Regions from separate parts of the Zea mays genome. Here all the other regions are linked to region 2. A link is a contact called in public Hi-C data. All regions are on one chromosome and are shown on one strand. The core of a region is the stretch at or near the end of the contact, and the rest is flanking DNA. Distances in the headings are between cores, read along the strand shown.

Region 1 (4,385 bases), core at 348-2,847, 370 kb after region 2:
GATGGTTGCTTGACATCCTCATCTATCTTCATTCCGCTTTCACTAGATTTATAAGAATTCTGCCTCCAATTGTAGAGATAAACCTTTCTTCTTTTCTTATCAGTGTTTGGAGGTGCACAAGGTGACTCATTGTGCTTTGGTGCTAAATTACTAGAAATACCACCGTTGTATGTAATCCTTGAAGTTGCCACCAGTGACCTAGAACTCAAAGGTGATCTCCATGTTGAGCAAGTGTCAGGGTCCTGCAAGCAGCGCGCCTTTTGCAAAGCAGTAAGTTCCTTCCTCAAGTGAAGCTCACTTGGGCCAACACACGCTCCAAACATAGTCCCCATCTCCAGTCTGGAAAGACACTGACTTGTCTGACAGAGAGCAAAACAGTAAATATTAAGTGACATCACCATGCTGGAAAATAACTGAGATATGTTCACTGCAAACAATTTTAAAGTGTTCTACAATTTAAAGTAGGTGCAGATTACAAAGATGCATAGCTGATACATCTTATCTTAAGAACGTGAAAATTCAGTATAAAGCAGTGAACACAATTTCAGCTTCCGAAGCAGCATGCTCAATCTGCAACTTGGGAAGGAATGCATATCAAGAACAGGAAGGCGCACATGATTGGGGAGGGACAAAGAAACTACAGTCTAGTACCAAGAGGAAACAACTAGATTGAAAAATTATCTGTCCTAATTCATTCTACAAAATGTATAACACTGTTCTAACCATCTATAGGTAGATTGCTGAGTCAGACCTTGTTCAGTTATTCCCCATTTCACCTTACCGAAGGTTATTTACATTATGTTACAATAAGTTCTCAGGTAATATAGAGAAAATATTTTGGGTCTTTTAAGAAGAAATTATAAAAAAATGGCGAAAGAAATATCATACCAGTATGCCATTTTATCTGATGCTAAATTGAATGGTCATCATCATTTCAAAAGCATAGAAAGCACTGAAAACCCAAATAAAAGAGCGATATGTGTGTGATATGCTGATGGGTATCCGTGGTAAATAAAAATCATAACCAAAGATCATGAAAAAATGCTACGGGCAAAACATGAAACCGAAGTGGTTGCAACCAGATTTTTTTGGGATGGATTTGATGCAAAAGAGAGAAGAAATGATTTCGTATATAGTTTATTCCACAATCTGGAAAGGGAAGGAGAAAATCAATACGCAGATTCTAGGAAGAAAGAAAAACGACACCAGGAAGAGAGACGGGATGAAATGAATGTTGGATGAAAGGGAATCTGAAATACTTTTTGAGAAATGGCCGACGAACGCAGTGCAGCCGCTAACCATGCAAGAATCAATCCCAGGAACCACCAGGAGCTGGAGCACAAAGCACTACAGCAGCATTCCGCCACCAAGATCCAAAACGTGCTTCGAAGAAAAAAAAAAGGAAGAAGGACTCACCGGCAATCACGGAGGCCGCCAGGTGGGATCGACCAACCTGCAGCGCGCACGGGAAAGAGGGAGCACGAGCAGTTCGGACTGGTCCTAGTCCTAGAAAGGCATCAAGGCGTCGAAAAAGGAGGCGCCTTTGGAGGTGGAACCTACATCCATCGCCATCGGGCAGTGAATGTCGGAGGAGACGGAGATTCGAAGTAGCACGCGGGCGGATTTTAAAATCTTCCTCACCACCCCTGCTGTCACAGCTCGCGGTGTTCCCTCTGCACCACAGTACATTTTGTCGGCTGACACAGAATAAAATGCAGCAGAAATTAATCTCTATTTCAAACAATTGTGGGGATGTTCCTAAAACATTCATATGTCAAATCGAATATTTTTAATATAGATATAAATCATGTTACAAGAATAAAATTTTGTATAATTTTTGTGTGCATTATTTTCTCACTATAATAAAAAAAAGTACAAAAACATCTGAATTTGTATTCATATCTATATCCAAATTTTATATCAATTATTTAAAAAAATATAGAACAAATTTAAAGATTACTCTCTATGAATATTAATAGGCTCAAAGCTAAAAACAACTAAAACAAGAATATAAATTTATATAGCAAATTCTATATGTTATTTGTTTAGAGTCCAACAAAAAAGACAAAAAAATAATATCGAAATAAGTATCCGGATCCATCCCTGCTTATTTGGTATAAGTTATGGAGTTAGGTTCAAAAATATTAGTTGCGGTGTGAGTTTGAATGAAATGTGAGAGCTTTACTAGTAAGAGAGTTAGTGTTAGACTTGTTGCAAAGAAAAAATTAAAGATTGACATAATCAAGATGCCATAGCCAAAGCCCAAAAAAATCTAATTGCCAAGCTAAATAATTATGCTACAAATCATTGCCAAAAACAAATGCTATGAATTCCAATAACCAGGTCGACTATTTTGAGCAGCTTGCAAGTCATTTCACAAGGCCTTTCACCAATGAACAAATGGAAGCAATTATGGAGCTGGCAAACTAGGGAAAAGAGAAGGAAGGGACCAAGAAGAAGGGTAGCAAGGTGGTACCGTTCAAGGTTGCTATGGGGAACTGAGTCATTTTTTAATATTTTGGTGGGTTTAGTGCGTTTGTCTGTGGGTCGTCCAGTTTGTAATGAGGACTGCATTGTTTGGCAGTTTGGCGTCTGGGTAGTGGATCCCAATTCCTTGGCTACCACTGCATGTGTATCCGTCTGTTTTCAGTTTGGTTGTAAGGTGTGTGTTGTTCCTTTCTAGAACAATGATGCATGTTGTCTATGGAAGGATGGTCCGAACCTGTGTTCGTTTTACTGTCTTCCTATTGTGACATTTTTTTAAGTAGAGGAGCCCCTTTTGGTTAATGAGTACCAACTGCACTATTCTCTCTTGGAACATAAGGGGGTTGAATGACCCAGCTAAACGGGAAAATGTGAAGCAACCAATCCTCTCATCAGGAGCAACCATCGTTTGTCTCTAGGAGACAAAGATAATAAACTGGAATAACAACTTGCTAAGGGAAACTGTGGGCTGCAAGCTAGCATCTTAGACTGTCCATTTGCCATCTCTCGGATCCTCGGGTGGAATCCTAATTGCCTATGTGCCGATTATTTTGACATAAATATTATCTCTTATGCATCAGCTTGTTCAATATCTGTTCAAATCAGTTCCCGCTTGGAGGACGCGGAGTGGGACCTCATATGAGTATATGGCCCTCCACATGAAAATGAGAAAATAGCTTTCATTGCTAAGCTATGGAATATCCGTAATATGATGAACTCTGAAGGATGATTCTAGGTGACTTCAATATGATAAGGAGAGCGAGGGAGAAAAACAAAGGGTCAATCAATAGAAGAGTAATGAGATGGCTCAACTCCATAATTGACTCTCTACAGCTGCTAGAGCTTGATCTCAACGGAAAAAAATCACCTGGATAAATGAACAAGATGATCCTATGATGTCTAGAATTGATAGATTTTTAGCGACAACGGAGTGGCATGATCTTTCCCCGAGGCTGACCTACAGGCCATTGGTACCATGACCTCGGACCACTGCCCTTTAATATTGCAGGGTCATTCTACTTTTATCTCTTATAGGCTTTAATAATGCAGGGTCATTCTACTTTTAACTCCTATAGGGGGTTTAGATTCGAAGCTTTCTGGATAAAAATTGATGGGTTCAAAGAGGTGGTTTAGCAAGTTTGGACGTCTAGAGTGAACCCCGCAGACACCATCCTTTGTCTTCATGTGAATATGACTCGCACGACTAAGGACTAAAGTGTTGGAGAAAAAAGATAGTAGGCAATATCAAAGTGCAACTAGCAATCATTCAGACCATCCTCACCCTTCTGGAGAAGGCGCAAGAATCTAGACGACTATCCAACGACGAGTTAAATTTTACAAAAAGGCTAAAATCAAAATTCTCAGCCTTGTGACAATTCAGAAGTCAAGAGCTAGACAGCATTCTAGACAAGCCTGGATGAATCGAGGAGACGCTAACACAAAAAAAATCACTTCATGGCAAATAACAGAAGAAGGAAAAACTTTATTAGATCACTTGATCGTGGAGGCAGACTATTGACTAGTCAGGAAGACAAATTGCATGAGGCTCAACAAAACTTCCTTAAAGTTCTTAGCAGGAGGGGTGCAAGACATAGCGTCTTTTGATGGGACAACTTAGGCTACACTCTTTTTGAGTTATCCGACCTGGACTATATGATCACTGATAATGAGATCAAAAAACTGGTAATGGAGCTGCAATCTGAAAAGGCTCCCGGGCCAGATGGTTTCATAGGACTCTTCTATAAGTGTTGTGTCGAGCTGATTAGAGACGATCTATCAAAAGCAATTAATGATTGTTACCACCACAAATGCAAAAACATGCATCTGGTTAACGAGGCAAATATCATTCTTTTACCAAAAAGGGAGGGTGTTGACAGGATCGAACTGTTTAGATTGACCAG
Region 2 (4,286 bases), core at 1,093-3,592:
GGCGGAGCGGAGTTCGCCGTCTTCCGGGTCTTAGCCCGAGTCCGAGCCCTGGGGTCGGGCGGAGCGGAGTTCGCCGTCTTCCGGGTCTTAGCCCGAGTCCGAGCCCTGGGGTCGGGCGGAGCGGAGTTCGCCGTGGCGCCTTTGGCAAGGCCTGATTGCCTGTCAGACTCACTCTGTCGAGTGGCACTGCAGTCGGAGTGGCGCAGGCGGCGCTGTCCTTCTGTCAGACTGGCCAGTGGAGCGGTGGAGTGACGGCGGTCACCTCGGCTCTGCCGGGGGCGCGTGTCAGGATAGAGGTGTCAGGCCACCTTTGCGTTAAATGCCCCTGCAATTTGGTCAGTCGGTGTGGTGATTTAGTCAAGGTTGCTTCTGAGCGAAGCCAAGGCCTTGGGCGAGCCGGTGATGTGTCCGCCATAAAAAGGGGGCCTCGGGCGAGACGGAAGTCTCTCGAGGTCGGCTGCCTTTGGCCGAGGCTAGGCTCGGGTGAAGCGTGATCGAGTCACTCGTGTGGACTGATCCCTGACTTAATCGTGCCCATCAGGCCTTTGCAGCTTTATGCTGATGGGGGTTACCAGCTGAGAATTAGGCGCCTTGAGGGTACCCCTAATTATGGTCCCCGACAACGACTATCTAGCCTACTAACCTGGTCAATTATCAACATTTAAGCACCTTTTGACCGGTAAAACAAAAACCTATTGTTATACCTTTGCCTTGAGCATTCAATTCCATCTCCTGAAATGATGAACAATGTGCATCCATAAGTGTAGCCAACCATGATACCTTTTACCATTTGTCCATAGCATGAAGTTCCTCCACCATCATCATCAAACCACTTGATCAATAGCCCAGATCAACACATGGCTTGATAATTCTATAATGATATGATCCACTCCATGTATCACATGGCCTTCTTAGTTCATCAATATCATCATAGCTTTCTCTTCACCGTTGCTTTATGTCCATCGGTGCTAAGTCCTTGATCTTGCTTCACCGCCACGCAGTCCCTCACACATGAGCCTTTGACTTTCCCTTCACACTAGCCACTTGGTCCATCGAAGCCAAGTCATATCTCTTGATCTTCTCCATATAGCCACATGACACCATGTCATGTCTTCATATGCGATGAGCTCCTTTATCACACTAGTTGAGCATCTCAATATCACCAAGCCACATCACCACCATGGCTTAAATAACTCACACTAGTGTACCTGTGGACTAATCACCTATGTATCTCAACATAAACACATATTAGTCCATATAAGTTGTCAATCAATTACCAAAACCAAACAGAGTCTCACACCGTGCCGAGCCGACCCATTAGTTCATTTGGGCTATTTGGTTAAATCAGCATAAAATGTTAAAAAAAAGTGGTGCAGAAAGTGGGTTCAAACCCACGCCCTGATGGAAGAAGGACGAGAGACACTGGTTGAAGCCGTGTAACCAACAGAACATCATGCTCAGATATTTTTATTATTGAATATAAATTGTACATATGTATATATGATTTTTTGTAAAAAAAATAATCGTGCTAGGCCGAACTAGCACTACGGCACGAGGCTACGTCCCAAGCACGGCACTATGCTCGTGTTGTATCAAGACATATTGGATGGAGTAAACAACAACATCAGTTAGTCAAATAAAAAATATTATGCGGAGAGCGGAGACAATTAAAAAATCTCGGGATCTTTTTGGTGGATAATTTACGTGGGTATTGTTGTGAGCCATCGCAACGCACAGACAACTGACTAGTATTTATTAAAACCACACTTCATTCCACACTTTCATGTACTTGATAAAGAACACAAAGCTAAAGATAATGCTAGTTAAATGTTTTTTTGTAGCTTTAAATTAGAGTATGTGATGAAATTTTACTTTTGTTGTGAACATTAGATAATGAACTGAACTTACGAACTTTGTATAGAGCTGACTATACTCTTTTTCCTTCTAACAAAATGATTTGTAAACTTCGTAATCATTGCATAGTTTTGGTAACTTAATACAAATATTATACTAAGTTTGCTTTTGGTCAAAAAATTTTATCTTATTTTTTATTTGTTTTGAATTTCAGCCCATGATGTAAATTTTGGGCCAAAAACTGAATTTCGGTCTAAAAATTGAATTTTGGGTTATGATGTGAATTTCAGGCTTTTATAATTTTGGTTCGCTCGAAATAAATTCAACACGTTTAAATATTTACGTACAGACCGTGAGCTGAGGACTAGGCTAGTGGGTCGACTCGGTACGACCTGAAATTCAAAAAAAAGACCTGCGGGCTTGGGCCGGGCGGGACGGCCCGAATGTACCTCCGGATACAGACGTGTCATCCACCCACCCATTTGCTTCCCCTCTGCAGCTCTGCTCTGTTTGCTTACTCTTCCCTTCCATGGCGGCATACGCCGGAACCCTAGTTCCACCCTTCCTCACCGTCCGCCTCGCGGTCTCCCACCTCAGATCCATTACCCCGGGGTCCTACTCCCTGAGCCACTGTCTCCCCCGCCTCGCGGTCGCCCGTGCGGCCTCCCGCGGAAACGGAGACGGCGACGGCGGGCCTCCAGCGGAGGGGGAGAAGGAGCGCCGGCGCTCGTCACTCCCAGCGCTGTCGGAGATCCGGTGGGGGGAGCTGCTATCCCCGGACCCCACCAACGCCGTGGCTGTGGTGCTCACGGGCGCGCTCGTATGGGCTGGCGCCTCACTGCTGCTGCAGCTCGCGCTCATCTCCGCGGCAATCTTTGCCGCCGCTGTCAAGTACTCGTTTGTCGCCGCGCTCCTGTTATTCGTCCTTATCGCGCTGCTGTGATCGATCCGCCTTAAGGTGCCCCGTTTCCCCTTCTTAAATTTGCACTTGTTTTTCTGTATATATATATTTCTCACACCTGTCTTACGGCTTCTTAACGTATATGTACTCTTAGAATTTTCGTCATTATCACAGGAAAAAAGCTGTAAATTCGCACGAAGCATTCGGATGGAAGATCAGGTAGAGGAAAAAACAGAGGATTTCAAATGTTTCCATTTTTGTATGGAGCAGTAGAAAATATTTGTCTGCCAGTGCCAACTGCCAAGTGCTTAAAATTTTTCTGCACACTGAGATATTTGGATTGCAAATTAGTCTCAGCAAACAGGGGATACCTAAGAAGAACAACCAGAATAAAGTGCTGTTCAATTCAAATGTTTATTCAATATACAAACGTGCTATCTGAAACCAGAATGATGAAAATATCAATACATGGGTGTCTTACAGACAAACACACCAAATAACATCAACACCAGTTATTCCAGAATGACTATATTGTAGATTAGAAACTCTCATTTGTGTTGTAATGCATCAAATATGAAGACCTAGAAAAGACCAACGACAACGACGATGAAGCTTTTTCTGGTATCAACCTAGCCAATGGAGATGAAACCAGAAAAGACCAATCTGTTGTTTATAAATTCATTGTGCTCATTTTCCTGGCAGTAAAAAATGAGCTTGTCAGTTACCTGTACCATTAGCATCTTCTACTTTTCTAATGAAAGTATGACCTTTATTTGCAATCAAATGGAGAGTGTGATCTGCCCCTTGTAAAATTTGCAATCAATGAAGAGTATGATCTGCCCCTTATAAATGTGGAGTTTGTTTTGGTAGGTACTACCTTTTGAAGTTGGGTGGTTTTCAATAAAGCCTGAATTTAGGATTCAGTTTTGTAATTTATATCTTCCTCCTTATTGCAGGTTTAAAATTTTAATTTGTAGTTCATGATAGCTATGCATGGACACAATAATATGTAAGACTAAGTAATGACCATTTGCCAAGGGAATACTGCAAACTGTCTATCTAAGTATCTATTGTTACCTTCTGTTGGAGAACTTCGTTTGCTGCTTTCAGGATGCATTCCTGTATACATAAAAAATATTACCTGACATTGAAAGCTCGGGATTTTTTTCTCGAAAGCGCAAGAGAGCTGCGCGAAAATATATTAAGAAGGAGATAAAGGTCCAAAAGGACCCCAAGATACCAAAATAAAGCTCGGGATTTTGAAATTGCCTTTTAATAATTTAATGTAGTTAACATATTTCCTGCCTAAATCTGTTTTTTAAATTTGTGCCTGCAGTTTATGCTATTATGTAAGTTGAGAATTTCATTTCCGAGAAATATTGCAAAATACCTTCTGTTGAAGAATTTTATTTGCTGATTTAAGTATGCTTTCCTGCACATCAAGAAAATGTATTGTTATCTTCTATTTTACTTCTGTCACAGACCCCCTTTTTGTTATCAAGGAAGATTATGAGACATTGATACTGACCTT
Region 3 (4,237 bases), core at 300-2,799, 480 kb before region 2:
CCTTCGCGTTCCATTTGAGCAACTGTGCATGCAATTCTAAGCTCCCTGATAAAAGAAATAGAGGCAAGACAAAACAGATAAGGAAATAAAAATGACAAAAAAAATCAGAAAATCAAGTTTTGTCTACAATTTGACAGGTTATCACTTCAGTGTTTCTCCACCAAGAATTGCTGCCAGAAAAAGGCCATCAGGTTGCAACGCCAGCCTACACTGCAAGGAAAAGGTAATAATTAACCAGCTATCAATAGTTAAGGTATTCTTTATGTATATAACTGACCATTGTAGAGACCTTGCATAGCAATATAAACTGGTTCAGGTTAAGAAATGTACCTGTATCATTGCTCCAGGTAGATCATTTGTCCAATGAAGTCCAAGACAGCTCATTATCAAATCCTGTGAGCTTCAGAACCCATGAACCACATTAATGAGTAAATGTTGCAAGATCTGTCTGTGTGTCTATGATTATGCTTGTGACACGACAACTGACTCACTCATACATGAGAATAAAAACCATGTAAGCATGAAGCAATTTTTCTCATGTATCATGTATGCTTTGATCTATAAGAAAGGTAGGAAGAGAGAAGTTGAAAGCCCAACTGCTGAATGAAAGAATACTTTTCTTTTTCCACATGACAGTGGGAAAGATAAACATCTGCGCTTTTTTTCATATTCAATTTTTTAGATCAAACTCACCAAAGGCTCAGCGTGGCTTTATTAAAAAGCTAAGTCGAGGTCAATCAACTACACAAATCACCTGTGTAGAGCTGGCAGTTGATTGGCAGGTACAGTGCAATCTCAGCAAAGTAGTTGTGGGTTTTGTACATTTTGATATCATGCATACAATACAATACAATACAATACATGAATTTGAAACCAACCAAGAAAGTGAAATCACCTCTCTTTGATTGGAAGAAACTCCTCATCGCCGATAACAAAGTGGGTCTCAGGCCCATCACCAGTGGCATTCTCTGACTCTCGCCACTTCTTCACCATATCGGCTGACATGTCCATCATGATCAGCCTCTCAATCCCACCTGCGACGGAGGCATTCAGTGCATTTCTGTGCAAAATTGGTGGAAACTTGATGGCGGCAAGGCTCTATCTGGAGTACAGTACCGACTAAAGAAAGAAGACTAGAGGAGCAGGATGCAAGGTGGCTCACCGCGGCCACGGAGCAAGCGGCGGACGGCGCCGGCGGAGCCCCCAAGGCAGAGTGCGGAGGGGAAGGCTTTCCTGCAGTCCTCGAGGCGGTCTAGGAGATTCTCAGCGACCGCATCCACGAGCCCATCGGTCTCACGCATCACCCACGCCGCGCGGTCCCGGTGCCGGCGCTTCAGGTCGCGGTCGAAGATCTTGACGCGGCCACCGCCGTCGTCGAGGCCGTCGGGAGCGGATGAGGAAGAGAAGTGGCGTTTGGGGAGAAGGTTCCCATGGCGGTGGCGGAGGAGGAGAAGGCGGCGAGCGGCGGCCGAGGATGCCATCGAGAGTAAGGGAGCACCGGCGATGGAGAAGACGGTGACGCGATTGCTAGGACCGTTGAGAGAAATTTGTGATTTTGCCACTCTCAATTTTGGTTGTCTGTTATTATGCCATCCCGTGTCTATGACTAGTGGGACCATCTGTGTCTATGATTTGTGGCCCGATGGCATACTAGCGAAGCCCATAAATGATAATGGCAATATTGCCAATGGCTCGACCGTTGAGGGCCTCGTTATTGGCCTTTTTCTTGAGCACAAAGTTTTAACTGGGCTACTTTGTTGTTTTTACTTTTTTTTCTTGTTTCTAATTTCGTTTCTGAAAAGATGAGCAAAATATTTAGCTATTATACATTTTCTTCCTATTTTCTATAATTAAAAAGTAAAAACAGAAGAAATGAGGCAAGGATAGATAACATGTCTAGTGTAAAAAGAATTAGAATACTAACATCAAATTATGTTCATCAAATCCACCTATAATTGAGTGCAATCACATTCTCTTTAAAAGTTCTTTTTACGCTAGATAACATATCTAGTGTAAAAAGAATTAGACTATTTTTAAAAGTATCTCTATATTTTCGGTAGACAAGATTTGATATGTTTGTATCATAATACTTTTTACACTAGATACTAGTAATGTCTGTATGTCGCTACGGTTTCTATATATCACATTTCAAATATGTACCTTGTTTAAATAGAATAGTTGTTCAAACACATTTCAAATCTTTACAATAATTTATGCTCTATTTAAATTGATTGTTGTGGATGACCTGAACACGTCTACCATATAACCTACATAAATGCATTCATATGCCGAGTGAGAAACCATGTCCCGTGAGGTGGCTCGGGTGGTACCAAACCCTAGTTGTTGTCACCGCCCCTTCCTTCTCCCCTTCGCCTTGCTGCCACTAGAGTAAGCACTCGAAAGTTCTGAGCGTCTTGCGAGGATGGTGGTGATGGTTTCCTCCTCGTGTGGTCTAGCACAGTTTAGCTCGGACCCTTGTCCATCGGCTCATGTCGGTCCGATCGATCAATGTATAGTACCTGGGCCTTAGGTGTGCACAACTGGTTAGGCTCAGTATGTTTTGATTTTATTTTTTCCCATTTTTATAAAAAATATCTTATGCTTGAGTATAGAGTATAAAACATAAAAACATATATTTTTTTTGGCTAAGTGGGTGTGAGTGTGTGTTTTAGAGTCAACAACCATGGTTAAACCACCACTTGTGCTTAATTTTTGCATACTATTTAAGTGGAGAGGGGAGTAGGGAGATTTACATGGTAATTTCTAGGACATGTATTAATGACTTTGCCAAGGGAGCACACAAAATTTTTAGATGGAAGGTAGGGAAAATTGATGCAGCCATATATATAACGACGATGATGATTTTTTTCTCAAACGCATAGGAGAGCTGGACCCTATTATATATTAAGCAGAGAGAGAAAAGGTATATAGAAGACCATGTACAAGATCCTCCTTACGAAGGCTAGTAGCAAGTATAAAGAAAAAACCATCTGAAAACTATAAAACAACCACACCAACCCTAAGACTCGGCTAAAGGGGCAGCCAAATAGGAGAGACCTTTTGCTCCAGCAATTTCACACCATCTTCTCTCCTCATCTGCAGACCATAGGATCAAAGATAAACTAGGAGTCCACCTATCGAAGATACATTCATTTCGATGATTCTATATTATCCAAGCACCCAATATGATGAGGGAGTTGAGGCCTCTTTTAATAAGGCCATTGACTGCTCCTGACAACTCTTCCCACCATCTTAAGAAGGAGGAATCAACCAATTGAGGGGCTAAAGAATGTATCCCGAACTTTCTCAATAGATAATACCAGAATTCTCATGCAAAGGCATAGGACACAAGAAGGTGGTCCATGGTTTCATCAAATTGCTCACGTAAGGGGCATTTCTCTGGGTGATTCATACCTCGTTTTGCTAATATATCGGCTATCCAGTGTCTTTTTTGAGCAACCAGCCATATGAAGAAACGACACTTTGGTGGGGCCCATGTTTTCCACACTCTTTTGTAATGTCCAAAAGAACTTGATCCTATAATTTTGCATTTGTATTCAAATTCATGAGACAAGTTTAAGTTTGAAAATTAGAATTTGAAAATGGAAATAGAAAAGAAAAGAGAAGAAAAGATAAAGAGAAAGGAAAACCAAAATATAAAAGCAATTATATAATAAAAACAACTATGCCTTCATACTGATATTTCTTTTTGATTGTGCACTTGATCTCTTTATGAAACTCACAAAAGAATTTGAATTTGAATAATAGGATTTGAAATGCATTCAAATTGGGTTTGAAAAGAAATAAAAATAAAAGAAAAGGGTGACTTCAACACAGTCCCTGGGCCAAAACCTAGTTCCTCGGCCCAGCACCCTCACCCGTGTGGCCCAACTTGGGGGCGGCTCGGCTGACAGCCTAGCCCCACTGGGCAGTGGCGGTCGTGCGTTCCTGGCTGCCTCTGCTGATGTTGGGGCCCCGCTTGTCAGCCATTGAGTTCCTCCCAAGGCGTCGGGATCTGTGCACGTGCTCTCCATGCGGATTTCACACCAACCGACCGGTGGGCCCTCCTCCGTTCATGTTCATCTTCCTAGCAGTAACAAACCTGGTGGGATTCGACCGCGCGATGTGGAGGATCTTGAAGCTCATGCGTAGTCGGGTGTCCAGGGGAGTCCAACCAGGGCGGACTATAAAACCACGCATCCAATTCCCCTCCTCTCCTCCTTCATAGCCCCAACCT

The links. A called contact is a pair of places that touch in the nucleus more often than the background predicts.
Region 1: a Hi-C map of tassel shows a contact between it and region 2, with 4 times the contacts expected there. The contact joins the promoter of LOC100280194 here to the promoter of LOC100274788 in region 2. A contact is called at or near these places in 2 of 25 Hi-C or Micro-C datasets (ear and tassel).
Region 3: a contact with region 2 is called in a Hi-C map of ear, with 5 times the contacts expected there. The contact joins the promoter of LOC100276173 here to the promoter of LOC100274788 in region 2. A contact is called at or near these places in 2 of 25 Hi-C or Micro-C datasets (ear and tassel).

What each region holds. Positions count from the first base shown.
Region 1 is chr10:31,496,847-31,501,231 of Zm-B73-REFERENCE-NAM-5.0, forward strand. It overlaps LOC100280194, which reads right to left and starts at 1,598. Exons shown (of 7, transcript NM_001361028.1): 1 at 1,417-1,598; 2 at 1-359. The coding sequence starts at 332.
Region 2 is chr10:31,129,400-31,133,685 of Zm-B73-REFERENCE-NAM-5.0, forward strand. It overlaps LOC100274788, which reads left to right and starts at 2,343. Exons shown (of 2, transcript NM_001149070.1): 1 at 2,343-2,812; 2 at 2,930-3,836. The coding sequence starts at 2,384. The coding sequence ends at 2,797.
Region 3 is chr10:30,653,261-30,657,497 of Zm-B73-REFERENCE-NAM-5.0, forward strand. LOC100276173 reads right to left here and starts at 1,550. Exons shown (of 10, transcript NM_001150023.2): 1 at 1,163-1,550; 2 at 896-1,034; 3 at 331-400; 4 at 146-210; 5 at 1-45. The coding sequence starts at 1,481.